3 separate regions of the Sus scrofa genome follow, and all the other regions are linked to region 2. Evidence: chromatin contacts called from public HiChIP or PLAC-seq data. All regions are on one chromosome and are shown on one strand. The core of a region is the stretch at or near the end of the contact, and the rest is flanking DNA. Distances in the headings are between cores, read along the strand shown. Region 1 has its middle 150 kb from the start of EGLN3. Region 2 holds the start of EGLN3 (egl nine homolog 3). Region 3 has its middle 170 kb from the start of EGLN3.

Evidence for each region. HiChIP or PLAC-seq counts read pairs in DNA pulled down with a chosen protein or histone mark.
Region 1: an H3K27ac HiChIP or PLAC-seq map of skeletal muscle shows a contact between it and region 2. The contact joins the enhancer-like site here to the promoter of EGLN3 in region 2. A contact is called at or near these places in 2 of 5 promoter capture datasets (fetal liver and fetal skeletal muscle), 9 of 47 Hi-C or Micro-C datasets (embryonic fibroblasts, fetal heart ventricle, fetal liver and 3 more) and 2 of 2 datasets of contacts at active chromatin or transcription factors (alveolar macrophages and skeletal muscle).
Region 3: an H3K27ac HiChIP or PLAC-seq map of alveolar macrophages shows a contact between it and region 2. The contact joins the enhancer-like site here to the promoter of EGLN3 in region 2. A contact is called at or near these places in 5 of 5 promoter capture datasets (fetal liver, fetal skeletal muscle, liver and 1 more), 28 of 47 Hi-C or Micro-C datasets (alveolar macrophages, blood, brain and 13 more) and 2 of 2 datasets of contacts at active chromatin or transcription factors (alveolar macrophages and skeletal muscle).

Annotation. Positions count from the first base shown.
Region 1 is chr7:65,652,982-65,655,746 of Sscrofa11.1, reverse strand. No RefSeq gene overlaps it. Among named protein-coding and RNA genes, the nearest start is that of EGLN3, 150 kb to the left of the region's middle. Within about 2 kb of position 1,371, at least 8 of the 83 cell types and tissues checked have an H3K27ac peak or open chromatin away from gene starts, as enhancers often do. A contact at or near this core is called in embryonic fibroblasts and skeletal muscle, where this site is marked.
Region 2 is chr7:65,804,073-65,806,923 of Sscrofa11.1, reverse strand. It overlaps EGLN3 (egl nine homolog 3), which reads right to left and starts at 1,411. Exons shown (of 5, transcript XM_001928507.6): 1 at 723-1,411. The coding sequence starts at 1,079.
Region 3 is chr7:65,634,634-65,637,333 of Sscrofa11.1, reverse strand. No RefSeq gene overlaps it. Among named protein-coding and RNA genes, the nearest start is that of EGLN3, 170 kb to the left of the region's middle. Within about 2 kb of position 1,398, at least 36 of the 83 cell types and tissues checked have an H3K27ac peak or open chromatin away from gene starts, as enhancers often do. A contact at or near this core is called in alveolar macrophages, brain, epiblast stem cells and 2 more, where this site is marked.

The DNA.
Region 1 (2,765 bases), core at 122-2,621, 150 kb after region 2:
TCCAACTGGTCTATTGTCTCATTAAGGAGCTCTCATACTGATTTTTCTGCCTGGATGATCTGTCCATCGCTATCATTGGTGTGTTAAAATCTCCTACTATTATTGTATTCCTGTTGATTTCTCTCTTTACGTCTATCAGCATTTGTTTCATATATTTAGGTGTTCCTATATTGGGTGCATATATGTTAACAACTGCAATACCTTCCTCTTATATTGATACCTGTATCTTTATATAATGTCCTCATTTGTCTCTCTTTATGGCCTTTGTTTTTAAGTCTATCTTGTCTGATATGAATATTGCTACTCCTGCTTTCTTGTTGTTTCCACATGCATGAAATATCTTTTTCCATTCCCTCACTTTCAGTCTGTGTAGACCTTTCACCCTGACATCTCTTGTAAGCAGCTGATTGTAGGTTAATGTTTTTTATTCAATCTGCCACTCTAACTCTTTTAATTGGACCATTAATCTATTAACACTTAAAGTAATTATTGATGGGTATGTACTTATTGCCATTTTAAAACTTGTCTTCCAGTTGTTCTTTGTAGTTCTTCAAAGGAGGATTTTTTTTTTCTTAATTTGAAAAGACTAAGCATTTTTATCTGCAGATGAGAAAGAACTAATTGACAGTAAAGAATGAAAGATTCTGGATGGGAAAAGGACTTTGAGAAGAAATGAGATCCAAATCACAGGTAGAACAATTGTCTAAGAGGAAAGATATTCCCTGTGATGAGAATGAGGTAGAAGGAGAGGATGAATGCGAATGTAGGTCAATTTATTTTCACTTCAGGGAAGGTTAGATCATCTACTGAGAGTAAGAAGAACTGAAATATGGGAGTCAGAACCTTGAAGATAGTGGGGAATGTTAGAAATAGGCACTGGGAGAACCACCCAGTGAAATGCCATAGAATTGCTGAGCAGTGATGAGGCCTGGGTTGAGAATGAGGTCACCAGGAATTTATAGTGGCAATCATCACAGTACTAAACATGGTATGTTATAATATTCACAGGCCTCTCTTAATATATATGCCTGACAACCTGGAGTATCCACTAAATGTTGAATAAATGAACAGACTCAGTTTAAGTGAGTCCTCCAATTAAAGGGCCACATCTCTTCCACCAACATAGTTTCATCAGCTGAAACCATATAACAGCTCTCTCGGGTCTCTCTCTCTCTCTCTGATATTTTTCACCTAAAGAAATGTTGAAGTGGAAAATGTGTTTTCCTCTGCTTTTGTGCAAGTTTATTATATATGTATACTTTGTAATGCATGTATGCTATAAAATGTGTGTATGCATTAAGTAGTTTTCCAAAGATCACTGGGCAGAGCAGAGCTCAGGCTAACTCAGGTCACCTGACTTAACATTCCATATACTGGGCTAAGAGATATACCATGTGAAACTGCCAGGGAGTGCAAGACGATTCACTAGGCCTTCAGTGTTCCCTTCCTTCCCTCCTTCCCACCCGCTTCTTCCTTCCTCTTTCCCTTCCTCTCTCCATCACTCCAACTTTCCTCCCTCAGCATGATAGACCTCTCGAAATCCTTTCTGATCTCCCCACTAAGCTGTCCCCCAGCTTCATTATGTTTAAGCCTTCATTTGCACATGCTCTTGACACCTGGTGTTTGGTGGCAGAAATGGCTGATAAAATTCCACACTGATTAATTTCATGTTTAATCTAACTGATACTTCTGTAGCCTTTGCAAATAACCTTTTTGAACAAAAACTGCAACGGCTCATTCCAAACCCGATCAAAGAGGTATGCATGACTCACAGCCACTAAATAAACATTGATGCCTGATGGCAGTAATATGGCTATTTATATTCACAGGCTGATTTAACCAGTGGCATTCCTGTAATAAGATAATAAGCATGAGCTGTTTACTAGGAAAAAAAAGGAGAGTCTGTGGTGCTGGTGTTCAATAAGATCTCTTAACAGGCAAATGAGTCTCTGAAATTGGTTGGCAAATACATCCAGAATGAGATGTGCTAATTAGTTGCTGTTACTGATTTTCTAAAATAAAGAGTTTAAACTTAAATTAGCCCTGAAATTTAGTACAATAAAAAATACTGGCTATATGATATCCTGTTGAGAGTCTTATACATTATATCTAACATACGTCCAGCAATACAATGAAGAAACAAGAACTCCACACTTAAATCACCAGATTTTAAACAGAAACTAAGGAGAGGTTTTAAATGTGGTGAACTATATTTGAATCAGGTTTAAATTTTTTTCTATTCAGAGAGCATTTGTAGGTGATCCTCTAGGCTATATTGGTTAGAGATCTCTATTACTGTAAGCTCTTTAATTTTTAAACAGAAAGAGCAAAAGAATGAAAGAATTATCTTAGTCACGTTTGGAAACCCTTTAAGAATAGATTAAAGCCATTCAGAACAAGATCACAGAGGTTCTAGGTAAACATGTAGGAGACAATTATCTCAACTCAGAAAAAAATTGATAAAAGCATCAAGCCCGTGAAGTTACTCCCAATACCTTGCAGTTTTTCCTCCACTGAAATAAGAGCAGCAGACATGTTTACTTGCTCCCTTTTTCCTTCTGCTATCACTCCAGGCAGCCTGTTCCAGCTGCTAAAGATGCATCTTCAAACCTCCACTTTCACTGCTTCCTTCACCAAGTTGGAAGGCAGGCCTCTGCTGGGACTTACAACTTCAAATAGTGAGATGATCTCAGATGACATCCAAATATTATTTAAAAAAAAAAAACAAATATTGCATCTAAAAAACATATGACCAAGTCACAAAA
Region 2 (2,851 bases), core at 162-2,661:
CTATCCCACCATAACACACACACACACCAACATCATGGTACTCCACGTTCCCGTATTTCTGCCAATCTACCTGTAAATGCTTCCAGGATAAATTACTACCCAGAGAGCAACTTGTGGCCATGTGAACAAAAACATGGTTTCTTTCCAGAGGTACTTGACTACCCTCTCTGGATCACTTAACTGGTTGTTCTGATGGATTTCCCCAGCAATTGATAGTTAGGAAAGGCAAGTGGTGGCCTGGGCTCAGCACCAGGAGAGCATTTTTACATCAAGTGGGTGATCTAATAGTGTCCCGGGGGCAACAAGCCAAAGGCAGCACTCAAAAGTGTAGATGAGCCTTACTCCTTCACAAGTCAAATTCTTCTCACATCTGCCAAATCCCGCAAACCAAATGCCACATCGTGAAATCACACTGTCTCTAGAATTATTTAAAAGTGCTTATGTCGGAATCTCCTCCACACAGGGAAGGCCTGAAGGGCAATATGAGGTGACTTGAAAGTAAACATTTAAGGTCAAGAGTTTCAGGTGTGCCTCGGATCATACATAATGTTTCTTATAACCTGTCCAAACATGGGAAGGGGGTTGGGGGACGAGGCAGGCTTCTTGCTTCTTGGTTAAAAAACTAAGGTTCGCTTGCTGCCCTGTGAAGGCAACAATCAGCGCACTCCGAACGTCCCCGGTCCCCGCGGGCTGCAGCAGCCGAGCGTCCGCGCACGTCCTACCTTGGACCTTTCCTTGACGTAGTATTTGCCCAGCCGGCTCCCGCAGTACAGGACCAGCCTGTCGAGGAGGGACAGGAGGAAGCTGATGGCCTCGCAGCCTTCCTCGTTGCCTCCGATCCACGTGATCTGGTCGCCCCGCAGGTGCCGCTTGGAAACGCCCGCGCGGGGCCCGGCCAGCTGGCCGTCCCGCAGGGCCCCGGTGCAGTGCAGCTGCTTGACGCGCTCCAGGACACAATCGCCCACCACCTCGCCCAAGAAGTTGTCCAGGTAGCAGAAGCCGACCTCGTGCAGACAGGGCACGATATACTCCAGGGCGATTTTCTCCAGATCCAGCCTCATGATGTGTCCTAGGGGCATCGTGCCCACAGAGCCGAGGTCAGGGACCCCCAGCGTGCACCCAGAGAGGGAGCGACCTGAGTGTATGCTCAGCCCAGGCGCGGGGAGCGTGGCCTGGGGTTCAGCTACCTGCGACGGCCAAGGTACCCGAGCCGCCGCGGCGCCAGGGAGAGGGGAAAGTTGTTCGTAACTCTGGGAAGGAGTGATCCTGTTCAGGGACCGGCGAGAGCTGTGTAGGGTTTCACGACTCAGCGCCAGTCTGGCCCAGTGAGCAGGCGGAGGGCCCCTTTTGGAAGCGCAGAGCCACCACTGGTGCGTCGGCGGCCCCAGGCGGGGAGGAGAGGCTGAGGTCCAGCCCCTGAGCCTGCCGACTCCTAGCGTCACGGACCCCGCCCAGGCTCCGCCTCGGGACCGCCTCCGGGACAGCCCTTCCTCCCCGCCCGCCACCCCGCCGGGTTTACCCCTGGCCCAAGAAACCCGGCCGGCGAGCCCGGCGCCCGCCTCGCTTGTTTGTGACCCGAAGAGGGCCTGGAGAACCAAAGGCATTTTTAGAATGCTATCGATTTGCATATTGTTTTACATAAATTCCCAAAACAAACTTGAAAAGCTGCTTTCCAACTCTTAAAATGTAAATGAAATTAACAGCATAGTCTAGGCTCACAGGCTTTTGATTAAAATAATAAATCCAGGAGCAAATATTTTAGCAACGATCTCGTGCTAGGTTTACCTGCTACCTTATTCCCCTTTCCTCTGCTGTTTTGACCCAGGTCGGCAGCTTCAAGCCATTGAGAGACAGGGAAGAATCCAATTTTAACTAAAATTAACAAGCAGCTCCCTGACCCCTGCTGTATTCAAGGTCTTATGCGCTCAACGAAGGAGGGTGTGAACAGTGAAGAAATACTGGGTCGTTATCTCCTGGAACCCTGAAAATACTGTATTTTGCTTTGCTGGATGTTTTCATCTACTTACCTACCTTTCAGGCTTCTTACTAAAATACGATGTTCTGAAAGTCAGCCTTCAAAATTATCCACATGCTCATGTAATAGCCAACATAATTATGTTCCCCCAAAGGATAATATTCTAGATTTTTCACCTGACTTTTCCCACAGAAAACCGCATTTATGTGGGAGAGAGGGCCACTACTGAGACGACTCCTTAGTTATCACAAAGGTAAGCCGATTTATGGACTTTTAAAATTCCCTTTTCTACTGAACACCAGAGGACAGAATCAGGAAAAAAAGAGTCGTAAATTGTGTGCAAAGCTATGTCTATGTTTTACGTTAGTTTGCACGTGGGTTCTTCATTTAAGTTGAACAAAAGAATGCACAGTTTTCACATTAAGTTGTTATGTAAGTTACATCACATAAGGTCTTATATAAAGTTGAACCAAAACAAAAAAAAGGTTGAGCTGTTTTTGTTTTCTCTTTTAGTTTAAATAAACTGAATAGGAGTTCCTGTTGTGGCTCAGAGGGTTCCGAACACTACATAATGTCCATGAGGATGTGGGTTTGAGCCCTGGCCTCACTCAGTGAGTTGGGGATCCTGCATTGCAGTGTAGATCTGGCATTGCTGTGGCTGTGGTGTAGGCCAGCAGCTGCAGCTGATTCAGCCCCTAGCCTGGGAACTGCCATATGCTGCAGGTGTAGCCATTAAAAAAAAAAAAAAGGAAAAATAGATAAATTAAAAGTATAGTTAATATTTGTTTAAGAAGTTAAAAAAAGAAGAATGTACGGGCGTTAGAGGTATTGTTTATTTTGAACTCAGTCCCCTACAGTTTCTGCACTTTTATCCAC
Region 3 (2,700 bases), core at 149-2,648, 170 kb after region 2:
CTAGAGCCACTTCTAAATGTAAATGTCCATGATCTCTTTTCTTCCAAGCATGTATCAGCAAGAGGCAGCCCTGGGTGCTGTCAAAGGGCTATGTAAATGGCAGACCACAACCCCCCCCCACACACACCCAAGGCATTACTGCAATCCATACTCACTGTCGAATACACAAACACACACACACAATCCTGCATTTGTCCAGAGAAATGAATGGCCCAATTGCCCAGCAACTGGTACTGCCTGGTTCCTTGCTGGCTGATTTCCAGAAAGCCAGAGCAAAAGAAGGCTGGGGTCCCCTGTGTGGGGGCAGGGGATAACTGCCAGGATCCCCAGCAGGTATCCAATAACTGGGAATGAGTGGTTCCTGTGAATGAATGGGACCACTGGGCAGTCCTAACCAGCATTAGAGCAAAGTCAAAACATATCATCTGGAGGCCTGGACATTCACAGAAAAGGCCTGAGCCAGGGGCAGCCTACATCAGAAATGGCACCTCTCCTCCCCAGAAAATTCCCCTTCCACCGCACTCAGCCTTTCCCCAATTCATCCTGGTGAAAGCTTCCAGGGGGCCCTGGCAAGTGTCCCACCCACTCTGGCTCACCTCTCATTCATTCATTCATTCACTCATTCAGCAAAGCTCAACAGTCACCTACTGTATGTCAATCATTGCGCCAGGCCCTGGAGAGGCAGGGAGGCCAGACAGCCTGCCTGCCAGCCCTGCTGGGGTCAGGGAGGAACCTGCCCCTCTCCTCCACTCAGTCCAGCACGCTACACACCAGGCCAGCTCTTCAGAGATCCATGGCTTCTCCATTTTTTTTTTTTTTATTATTCCTAAGGCCTCAAGAGCAGCAGCTCAGAAAATCTCTGTCTTTTCACTTGCATTACAGGATTTTTTTTTTTTAAGCAGCAGCCTTACCTTCCAAGAAGCCTGTGGCTTAGGCCAATATTTACATGTATTTGCATTTCCTTTGTACACAGGCTGGGGAAAGAAAGTGTGGGGAAGGGAGTTTTGCCAGGGAATGAAAATGCGCCTGAAGCCAATCCCCAAAGTGCTATTTGCAATTGCCAATTTAAAATCAAGATGCAACTTGTTTAACTAAAACTCAGGTAATTTCTATCACTCCCACCCTGGCTCTTCTGCCCCTGAAAACTCACAGGTCATTAGCTGAACCCGTGCATCTCTCCCAGTCCTGTGTTTGGGAGCTGTACTTTGTCTTGGTCTTAGAAGTACTGGAAATTTTTTCTCTAATTCTGCAGGTTTGGGTCATTTTCAGAGAGCTCTGTGGGCACCCTCTGGTGGCAGACTGAAAATTTTCCCGTAAAGACTGCAGTGGAACCGGAATGGCTTTGTTTGGCCGTCATGCTCTAGAGGTGGAATGTTGGACACTGTAAGTTGATTGGCTGTACGTCGTACCACCCCTATCGTCACGTGAGCGGTGGCCCCGCCCTCTCAGGAGGCCTGGTACCTTATAGAAAGCGCAGAACTAAGACGCAGGGCCTGATTTGTGGGGACAGTTTTTCCAGGTCAGCCTGGGTGAGGCGGATGAGGGCAGCCCTTCCTTGGGCTCTGAGAGGATTCGCCGCCCAAGGAGAAGCCGCTGCATTCCCGGAGCAGCCCAGGCAGCCTGAAGGGCTGTCTCCCTGAAGTTCCTGCTCCTACGCTGGTCTAAGGGCAACCATTCCTTAGAACCAACCGGCCTGCGGCGAAGGGGCCAGGATGGGAGGGAGGAGGAGAGGCAGGAAGGGAAACGCTCCACCTGAGGATGAGCGCCCCCAACCAGGCCCTCAAACCAGGGCATCCGATATCTGATAAGCATCACTGTTCTGTTAACACAATAAATAGCCCACCTGATTTTTCCTTAGCTTTTTCTCCAGGGATTTTCTTAGTCTCAGGACACGCCCCAAAGTTGGTTCAGGTGGCCTTCATTTCACAAAAAGAGGCCCAAGGAGGTTAAGTACTAAAGTGCCTTCACTGAGCCTCTCGGTCCAGTGATGCTGTGAAATATTTACCTGCAGCCACTGTGGTCTCCCCCACATCCGACCCGCTCTCCATTATACAAGCCAGTCTCGACCCGCAAATCATGACCAGACCTCTGAAGGGCAAGATCCTAAGGGTAAATTGGAGGCACAGGGGAGCAGCCATGTCACAGGAGGGTTCCAGAAGCTGGAAAGAGAACCAGATTGCTCAGATTCCAGACTCTGCCGTCTGAGGCCCCAAGCCTTATCATCCTGGAAACAAATAGGCGTTGTCTACCAGGAGCAGCCTTCTTTATTGCTACCATTTTTTCATCTGCTTTCTTTCACAGCCAGGCCTCAGGGCAGAAGGGAAGCCCAGCTCCCCGGGAGCCATCAGTCACCCCACAATGGTGATGGCAGCCCTGTCTTGCCTGGCTAGGTCTGAGAGCACCACTCCAGGGATAAAGTCTCTGGTGGACAACCCAGAAGCAGACCAAAAAAAAAAAAGGCAGCATTGACCATTGACCATGCCTGTGGGAGCAGACAATTCAACTATGCACTTAGCTACCAACCCAGAGGCAGGGCAGTCCAGAGAATCTTAATCTGAACTGAGCATGCTGATTTCTCCTCTAGCCCATGCTTCCAGCAGATCGCAAATGCTCCAACAAGGTTACTAGGTGGCAAATGCACGGGATGCAGCAGGCAGCCTGCTCATCAGAGCTAAGGGAGAGCTGGCTCAGTGCAGCCAC